2 separate regions of the Oryctolagus cuniculus genome follow, and region 2 is linked to region 1. A link is a contact called in public Hi-C data. All regions are on one chromosome and are shown on one strand. Each heading gives the region's core, a stretch centred on a gene start, on an enhancer-like site or on the middle of the called end of the contact. The rest is flanking DNA. Distances are from core to core; before and after follow the strand shown.

The links. A called contact is a pair of places that touch in the nucleus more often than the background predicts.
Region 2: a contact with region 1 is called in a Hi-C map of psoas muscle, with 4 times the contacts expected there. The contact joins the enhancer-like site here to the promoter of APBA1 in region 1. A contact is called at or near these places in 3 of 6 Hi-C or Micro-C datasets (ear pinna, psoas muscle and an unstated tissue).

What each region holds. Positions count from the first base shown.
Region 1 is chr1:160,800,419-160,804,259 of mOryCun1.1, forward strand. It overlaps APBA1 (amyloid beta precursor protein binding family A member 1), which reads left to right and starts at 1,725. Exons shown (of 12, transcript XM_051846441.2): 1 at 1,725-1,971.
Region 2 is chr1:160,909,561-160,913,272 of mOryCun1.1, forward strand. The region is part of intron 1 of APBA1 (amyloid beta precursor protein binding family A member 1); the gene reads left to right. Among named protein-coding and RNA genes, the nearest start is that of APBA1, 110 kb to the left of the region's middle. Within about 2 kb of position 2,366, at least 1 of the 8 cell types and tissues checked has an H3K27ac peak or open chromatin away from gene starts, as enhancers often do.

The sequences.
Region 1 (3,841 bases), core at 475-2,974:
ACTTTCTAGGATCATAAAAGAATAGCCTTGTTTTAACTGGCTCACAGTCTCCCCTACAGGTTCTGGCTGCTACTGTCTCTCCGCCTTGTGGCCCTCCAGCCCCAGCTGCTGGGGCCTTTTCACGTTTGCTGTCCTGTCCCTGGAGCGTCTCACTGCTGCCTCTCCTGGGCAACCTGGAATGACATTTCCTTAGAAAGCCTTGACCTAGTCCTGGAGTCCGATCAGGTTGCCCCCGTGCACCTTCAGCGCCTTTGCGGTTGATAACTTATCACGGTTCCTCGTAATGAGTTCTGAGTGTTTAATATCATCTACCCCAGCGAGAGGCAGTGGAACAAAGACCACGGCCGGCTCCTGTAAGAGCATACGCCAAATCAATAGTGAGGGAAAAAAATCGAACAATGTCACAGGACTAGCGTGATACATCTTCCTGGCTTAAAATATTTACATTTTACTAAAAGGCCTTCTGTGGGGGAGGGAAGAGCTCTTGTTTATTAAGGCCACTCCCCATCCCCGGCAGAGGTTCGCTGTGAGGTACAAAGCAAATTGATACGAATTTTAAATTGAAAGGATTTCCAGAAGGCTTCATGCTGTGTGCCCTGCCCCGCTGATATCTCTGCAGGAATGGTGCTTAAATAATATGGAAACACGGTGTGGTAAAAGCTCCGTTTTCCACCGTGTCTGGATAACCAAGGTTCATCGTCATACTAGACGAGAATCCGAGCTTGTGTATGAAGAGGGCTGTGTGGATCATGGGGCTTCATCATCACTGGGAAATGTGTGTCCTGGAGAGGGGGCACAACTGGACCCCGACAAAGCCAATTACAGGGGAGGCTGGCGCCAGAGTGCAAGCCCACCCCCACCGCACCCCACCCCCCGGGACCTGCCTGTCCATCAGCCCATAGCTTCTCATTAACGCACAGCACCTGCCACCCGGTCCCCTGAAAACAGTCCCCTCCTTCCCGAGCTGGGGCGGGTGGCCTCTGTCAGGCTCAGAGACACTGCAAGTTCCGAGCACCCAGAACTGACACGCGAGCGGGAAAACCGGACGTCTCCCGGCATCCTTAACCCAGAGGCTGGCTTTCTGCTCTCCTTGGTCGGACCGGGCAGTTCGCCTCCGGGGCCGCCAGCCGGCCGGCGTGGCTCAGGCGCCAGCCAACGCGCGTCGCCCTCTTGCGGCGGCAGCGCCAGGGCGCAGCGCGTCCGGAGACAGCCGCACCCGCGTTTCGGGGGCCGGGGGAGCGGGAAGCTTGGAGTAACGAGCGAGCGAGTGAGCGAGCACACGCGGCCTGGCCACTTCCTACGCGCAGAGGTTGGCCACAGCCGCTGGTCAGCAAACCGGGGACCCCCTGAGGCTGCCGCGGAGGGGCGTGGAAGTCCCTGGCAGGCCCCTCAGGGACGCAGCCGCACGTCTCCCTCCCTGCCCTCGGCCTGGAGCCCGAGTGAGGGCTGGCGGGGCTCGCCCGAGAGCGCCTTGGGCGCGACGGGCAGCAAGAGGGCGCGGACACCCGGCATGCTCACCCGCGCGGCTGTGGCCGGGGTGCAGCAGCCAGCCGCCCGCCTCGGGCTCGCGCGGCGCGCGCACGCGGGTGGGCGTGGGAGGCAGGGGCGCTACTAGCACGCGGCGAGCGCGCGCGCGGGCGCGCTCCCTCAACAGGCCGGAGCGGCCCGGCCCCGCTGCGCGTCACGAGGGGCGAGCGAGAGAGCGAGCGAACGAGCTGGCGGGCGGGCGGGCGGGAGGGGAGCAGGGGGTGGGGCCGCGGGACCGGAGGGGCCCGAGCGGCAGCTGCGGAGCCCGAGCCGGAGCTGGGCGAGGGCGGCTGTGGTCGCGGCGACGGCGGCGCGGCAGCGGGAGAAGATGGTGGCGCTCGAGGTAGGAGCGGCTGGAGCGGAGCTTTATTCCCAGGCTTGGCACCGACGCTGTCATTAGCGCCGCCTGCTCCCGCGGGCCCGCGGACCCAGCTGTCAGGCAAGGTACCACGGCCGGGGAGGGGTGGCGGAGTGGGGGTGCCCGGCGCGGATGCCGCCCAGACCTAGCCCCGGTGCCCGCCGAAGGGGCAGGAGGAGCTGCATGGAACAATAGTGCCGTTGAGAGGGGACGGCGGGCGACGTCCAGGGGGCAGTGCCTGGAGCCGGCGAGCTCCAGCGAGGCGGGGGAAGGGGGCGTAGTGGGGAGACGCCGGGTGTCCGGCGCGCGCCGAGACCCCGGGGCTTCGGGGTCAGCGCGCGGGCCTGGTGACAGTCGCGACAGGAGTGTGTGTGTGTGTGTGTGAATGTGAGTGAAAGGTTCAGCAGAGGGGATGGGGGTGGCGGACCCAAGGGGTTGGGGGATGACATTTCCAGGAATCCCCGCTAGGATCCCTCCTCTCCTGCGACTCTCCGGGAGCAGGAGCGTGCCTATGGAAGCAGTGGGGCCGGCAGGATGCACTTGGGATGTGAAGTGCGGAGGGAGGCAGAGGGGTAGGCGCAGGTTTGTACAATCCCGTGGAAGCGTGTGGTTGTCTTCTCGCTCCCGGAGCTGCACCCTAAACCCACAGGTCTGCTAGTGCCAGGACTTGGGGCCACCGGCCCAGACTGTGGGGGCAGTGTTTGCTGTTTCGACCCTGCAACTCTGAGTCCTGCGTGCGGATGGCCGCGGGCAGGGGTTCTCACTTCCCCTTTCTCTGGCCCCATGACTTGGGGATGTGGAAGTTGGCATGTCGCGTTGGGGCGCACGCCCGGGAGAATGGTGATCGTGGTTGCACGTTCAGGGCTTGCTGGTGTGCCCAGGTTGGAAGCGAGCTGCCCGCCTGTGACACTGTTCTCCTCAGCCCCTCGACTGCAAGGGTCTTGGACTGTCTCCGCCGTTTCTGTCGTTTATCTCCTGTCTGACCTGAAAGGGGGGAGGGGGCGGTCTTTAATGGTTGCTCTCCCCTTCGCCGCAACTTTGCCAATCAACCAGATCTTCTCCCTCGCGTGGCCAAGCCCTGAAAAGCTTGTGGCTGAAGGATGAGCGGCCTTTGTGTTGGCTCCCTTAGAAGGAACTCTGGAGGTGTGCACAGGGAGAGAGATGGGAGAAGAGTCTTTAAAAAGAAGAGCAAGATCCTGCTGAGAAGTGTTTGGTGCCCTTTTGGCCAGCATCACCCAACCAGGGCGTTTACTGGAGGAAATGGGACACTTTATTTCTTCTGCTGGAGACAGCCACTCTCCAGGCTCTTACAATGGCTAGGTGGTGCCCTGTGTGTCCCTTGGGTACCGAAATATCCCAAGACCCACGGTGATGAGTTCCCTGGTTGGTGAAGTCCCTGCTTTGCTACTGGATAGGGTCCCCCCACCCCCATGGCATTTGGTCAATGTCAGGCTGGGAATAACTCATCCAGCGGGAACCAGGATGCAGAGACGCCTGCAGAGACTGTAGCTGGGTGATAAAGATAGGGTTGTGTAGGGCTGAATGGAGAGAGGGAGAGAGAGGAAGGGAGATGGCATATCCATGTGTGGGTCTGCTGCAGTTTGGCTCTCCGGTGGCCGTATTTCTCCTGCAATGTTCATAGGAGTGAATGCACCTTTACACTGAATACCTTGATTCTTCGTTGTTGAAATGTTGCATGACTAGATTAACCTGCCTAGGACATATTTTAGTCACAGCACCTTAAATTCTGCTGCATTGCTGTCAGAACCCAAACTGGCAGCCCCAGTCCTCTTTGAAAAGCCTATAGCAGTCATGGCTGTAGAACTAAATACATAACGTGTTGACACCAAATGTTTCTTTTCTTTTTTCTCTTTCTAAAATTTTGCTTTGCTTTCTTGGCAAAGATTACACGATATGGTTGTTACCTTGGAAAGAGCAAAATGAAGGCGATCCGTG
Region 2 (3,712 bases), core at 1,116-3,615, 110 kb after region 1:
CCAAAATAAGTAAGTTTTAAAGGAAATGTCTGAGAAAAGGGGCATAATGTTGTTTGCAAAGAGTGAATACGGTAAGGGTAGGAAGAGATTCACTTTTTAAAAGATTTATCTTATTTTAAAGACAGAGTTAGAGAAAGGGAGATACAGAGAGATAGAGCTCTTCCATCTGCTGGTTCACTTCTCAAATGGCCACAATGGCTGGGGTTGGACCAGGAGCCCAGAACTCCATCCAGGTCTCCCCAGTGGGTGACAGGGGCTCAAGCAATTGGGCCATCCTCTGCTCTTTTCCCAGGCACGTTAGCAGGGAGCTGGATCAGCAGCAGAGCAGCCAGGACTCAAACAGGTATGCATATGGGATGCTGGCACAGCAGGTGGCAGTTCAACCCACTATGCCACAGCGCTAGCCTCAAGATTCACCCTTAAAATAGCAATCTTTCTTGGATTTCCATTCTTATAAGCTCTGTTGTTGTAAAAGTGAATTTGTCACTGATCCCTGATGAATAAAAACCATTAAGGGTAAGTTGCAGTACTCAAATAATTGGATTCCAAGTTTTGAAGGTAGTTTTGGCTCTGAAACAGAATAAGGAGTACAAGCAGAATTCACTTTACGGTGAGTCCTATCTAGCCCTGAAATGCTAGAAGGCATCCCTGTTTTGAATGTGGATGACATCGATTTTAAATCCTCCTTGGATGCATTGATATTTCAGTTTGGAGGAAAGAACAAGTCGTGCTGTAAATCCATCTTCCCAGCTTGGGTTTGTTAAACTCCATGGGAGGAACGGGAGGATAAATTACTTAGAGTGTGAGCTTGTGTTTGGGCTCAATGTAAATTGATTTTCAGGCAGGACATCTTCATTTTATGCATAAAGAATGAGCCATTAGCTGCTTACTCTCCATTGGCTCTGCGGTACGCAGTTCCTATGTCTTGAGGAGAAAAGCACAATGCAACCAACCAGGTGGGGGCCTATCTGCGCTCAGCTAAGTTCAGTCGGCTGCAGGTTATGCAGGCCATCCGGAAGCTGGCACCGCCGCTGGCATCCCACCCACCTGCTCCCCAAAAGTCCTTCATGATGGTCTAAAAGCATGCCAACAGCCCCCTCCATTGCCTCCAGTGTCCTTTTCTGGGTCTTTCTGGCCGGGAGCCCCGACTCTCTGGAAGGAGCCCCCTCCCCATCTTGCCACGCCCACTGGGCTGTGTGGTCCTTCTTTCCACTCTGAGCAATTCCATCTGGGCCCCTCAGGCCCTGTCACCTGGCCGCCTGCCCTGTCTTCCGCACCGCTCTGCTCCGACCACAGACCCTGTGCCTTCTGTGGAGCAGGCTGGACGAGTTTCCACACTTAAGGGAAGTTGAGAAAGAGAAAGCCTGCACCCGTGTGTACCGCAAAGATTAAAGGGGAACCTGGACAGTTTCTGATTTGCCATTACACTAATCAAGGCGCCGTGGAAACATGAGCAGCCTGCACACTTCAAATGCTGAGTAATTAGGGTTTTCATCCCAGCAACAGAGAAGGTTACTCTTTTTGCAGCAAAATAGGCTAACACTTGCAGAAAAAATAAAGGAGGTGATAAAAGAGAGATTCTGAAATCCTATAAGCTACATTTTCAAAGGAAGCCAATTATTCCATTGTGAAATATTGATGGCGCCCTGCACGGCCCCCAGCACATCCTGCTGTGTCAGTGTGCAGCAGCACAGCTGTGCCCTCGTCGCCAGAAACCTCTCTCAACATTTTTCTTATCACCCACCAACAAATGGATGTGTAATGAAGACAGAGATGTCTTCCATCCGCTGGTTCACTCCCCAAATGGCCGCAACAGCCGAAGCTGAGCTGGTCCAAAGCCAGGAGCCAAGAGCTTCTTCTCAGATTCCCCCGTGGGTGCAGGGGCCCAAGCCCTGCCCAACCCCAGGCGCATTAGCAGGGAGCTGGGTGGGAAGCGAGGCAGCCGGGACTCGAACTGTCGGTCAGACCTGGGAAGCAGCCACTCAACCCGCAGCACCACAACACTCAGGCCTGCATCTTCCCATTTTAAACCCAATGATGGGAAAACTTAGCTCCACTTTTTGCAACAATCATGAGAAGTCGGTTTAAAAAAGAAAAAGAAAAGCTGGCCTGCCGAATCCTCGCGTAAGCCCCCTTCCCGTGCTGCTACTCACCCCTCCAGAAACTTCTGTTGCCAAAACTACAAACCCCCACCGCTGCAGACGCCACGGGTGGAGTTGGGCAAATGGAACGGTTTGTATCAAGGTCCTCGTCTCTGCGGTTACGCGCTTTGACCACGAGAGGGCGCCTGCGCAGACCCCGCGTGGTGTGAGAAAAGGCAGAACTGCGGAATCAGGGCGCGTGCGGACCGCCCCGTGAGTTCTTACAGGGTGTGCGGCTGATGACTCGTGGGGGCAAGGCAGCAGCAAGTGAGATGTCCGTGTGTTTCAAGACAGCCCTGGACGAGAGGGAGACCAAAGGTGCAGTGGAGGCCGCCGCGGGCTATGCAGCCCTCCAGGTCGTGGGCCAAACACGGCTCTCAGCGCCCGGAACAGCCTCCTTCCACTCACACCCTCCACGTGGTAAAGACAGACCGCCGCGAGGGAGCCCGCAGGACCCGCAGCGAGGCCTGGAGCCGCGTGACATGTGTGCCGCGCAGGCTCCGGGGGCGCGTGTTCCCCCCCACGGCCCGTCTCCCCACGTTACCGTCCCGTTGCTCTGTGCGCCCTCTGGTGGCTGCAGCAGGAACCGACGGTGATCGGGGGCGCGCTGGGGCCCTTCTGCGGGATTTGACTGGCAGGTGCCACGTTGGAAGAGCTTTGGGTGTGGCAGGCACCGTCCAGCTCAGGCCACCGTCCCCACCACAGGGATGGTCATATGAAGGTACTTATTTTAAAAGTTCGTGGGAAATGGGATTTAAAAATGCTTATTTTGGTGAAAAAATCTTTTTTGAAGTCCGTTCATAGTTTTCTTATAAGGCCCGTTTTCCATAGACGGTTTGAATTTTATCCCACATTATGTCATTTACCCACCTGGCCCTGCTCCACCTGTGCGATCCAGAGGCTGGCTGTGTACATGCAAGGGCGTGAGAAATACTGGCCTTGTTATTACGAAGAGGTGTCTCCTAATATCTGGGTACACGGCTGTCCCGACAGCCCTACTGCCTTGTACTCTCTGGGAGCCTGCATCCCATTAATTGGTCAGAAGGTATTCCCAGGCAGGCAAGCAGACGTTCCACGTATCAGCCCGCTGAGAAATAGGACAAGCCTTTCAGAAGAGCTTGCACCCCCCGTTGCTGCTGTAACAAGTTCCGGTGAATGCCGGAACTTCGAACAACCGTCATGTCCCATACCGCACCTCTGCAGAGCAGGTGCTGGTGCAGGTCCCCAGGAGCTGAAATCCGCTGTGGGCCGAGGTCCCCTCTTTCTGGAGGCTCTAGGGGAGGAGCCATGTCCCTGCTTAAGAGGGTTTTGGGCAGGATTCGCTTCTTGAGGTTGCAAGAGTTCCCCGTTTCCTTGGGGGCGGTCAGCCAGGGCCCGTCCCAGTTGTGTGGGTTGCTCGACTTAGGCCTCCTTGGACCATCTTCAAAGTCAGCGATGGCGGGGCCAGGGGGCCAGCCCTCCTCCTGCTTCCAGGCTCCTCTCTCTGACACAGCTGGAAAAGATCCTGCAATCTCAAGGAAGGACTCAGGGCTGGGTTGGACGCACCCCAATAATGCAGGGTAATCGCCCTC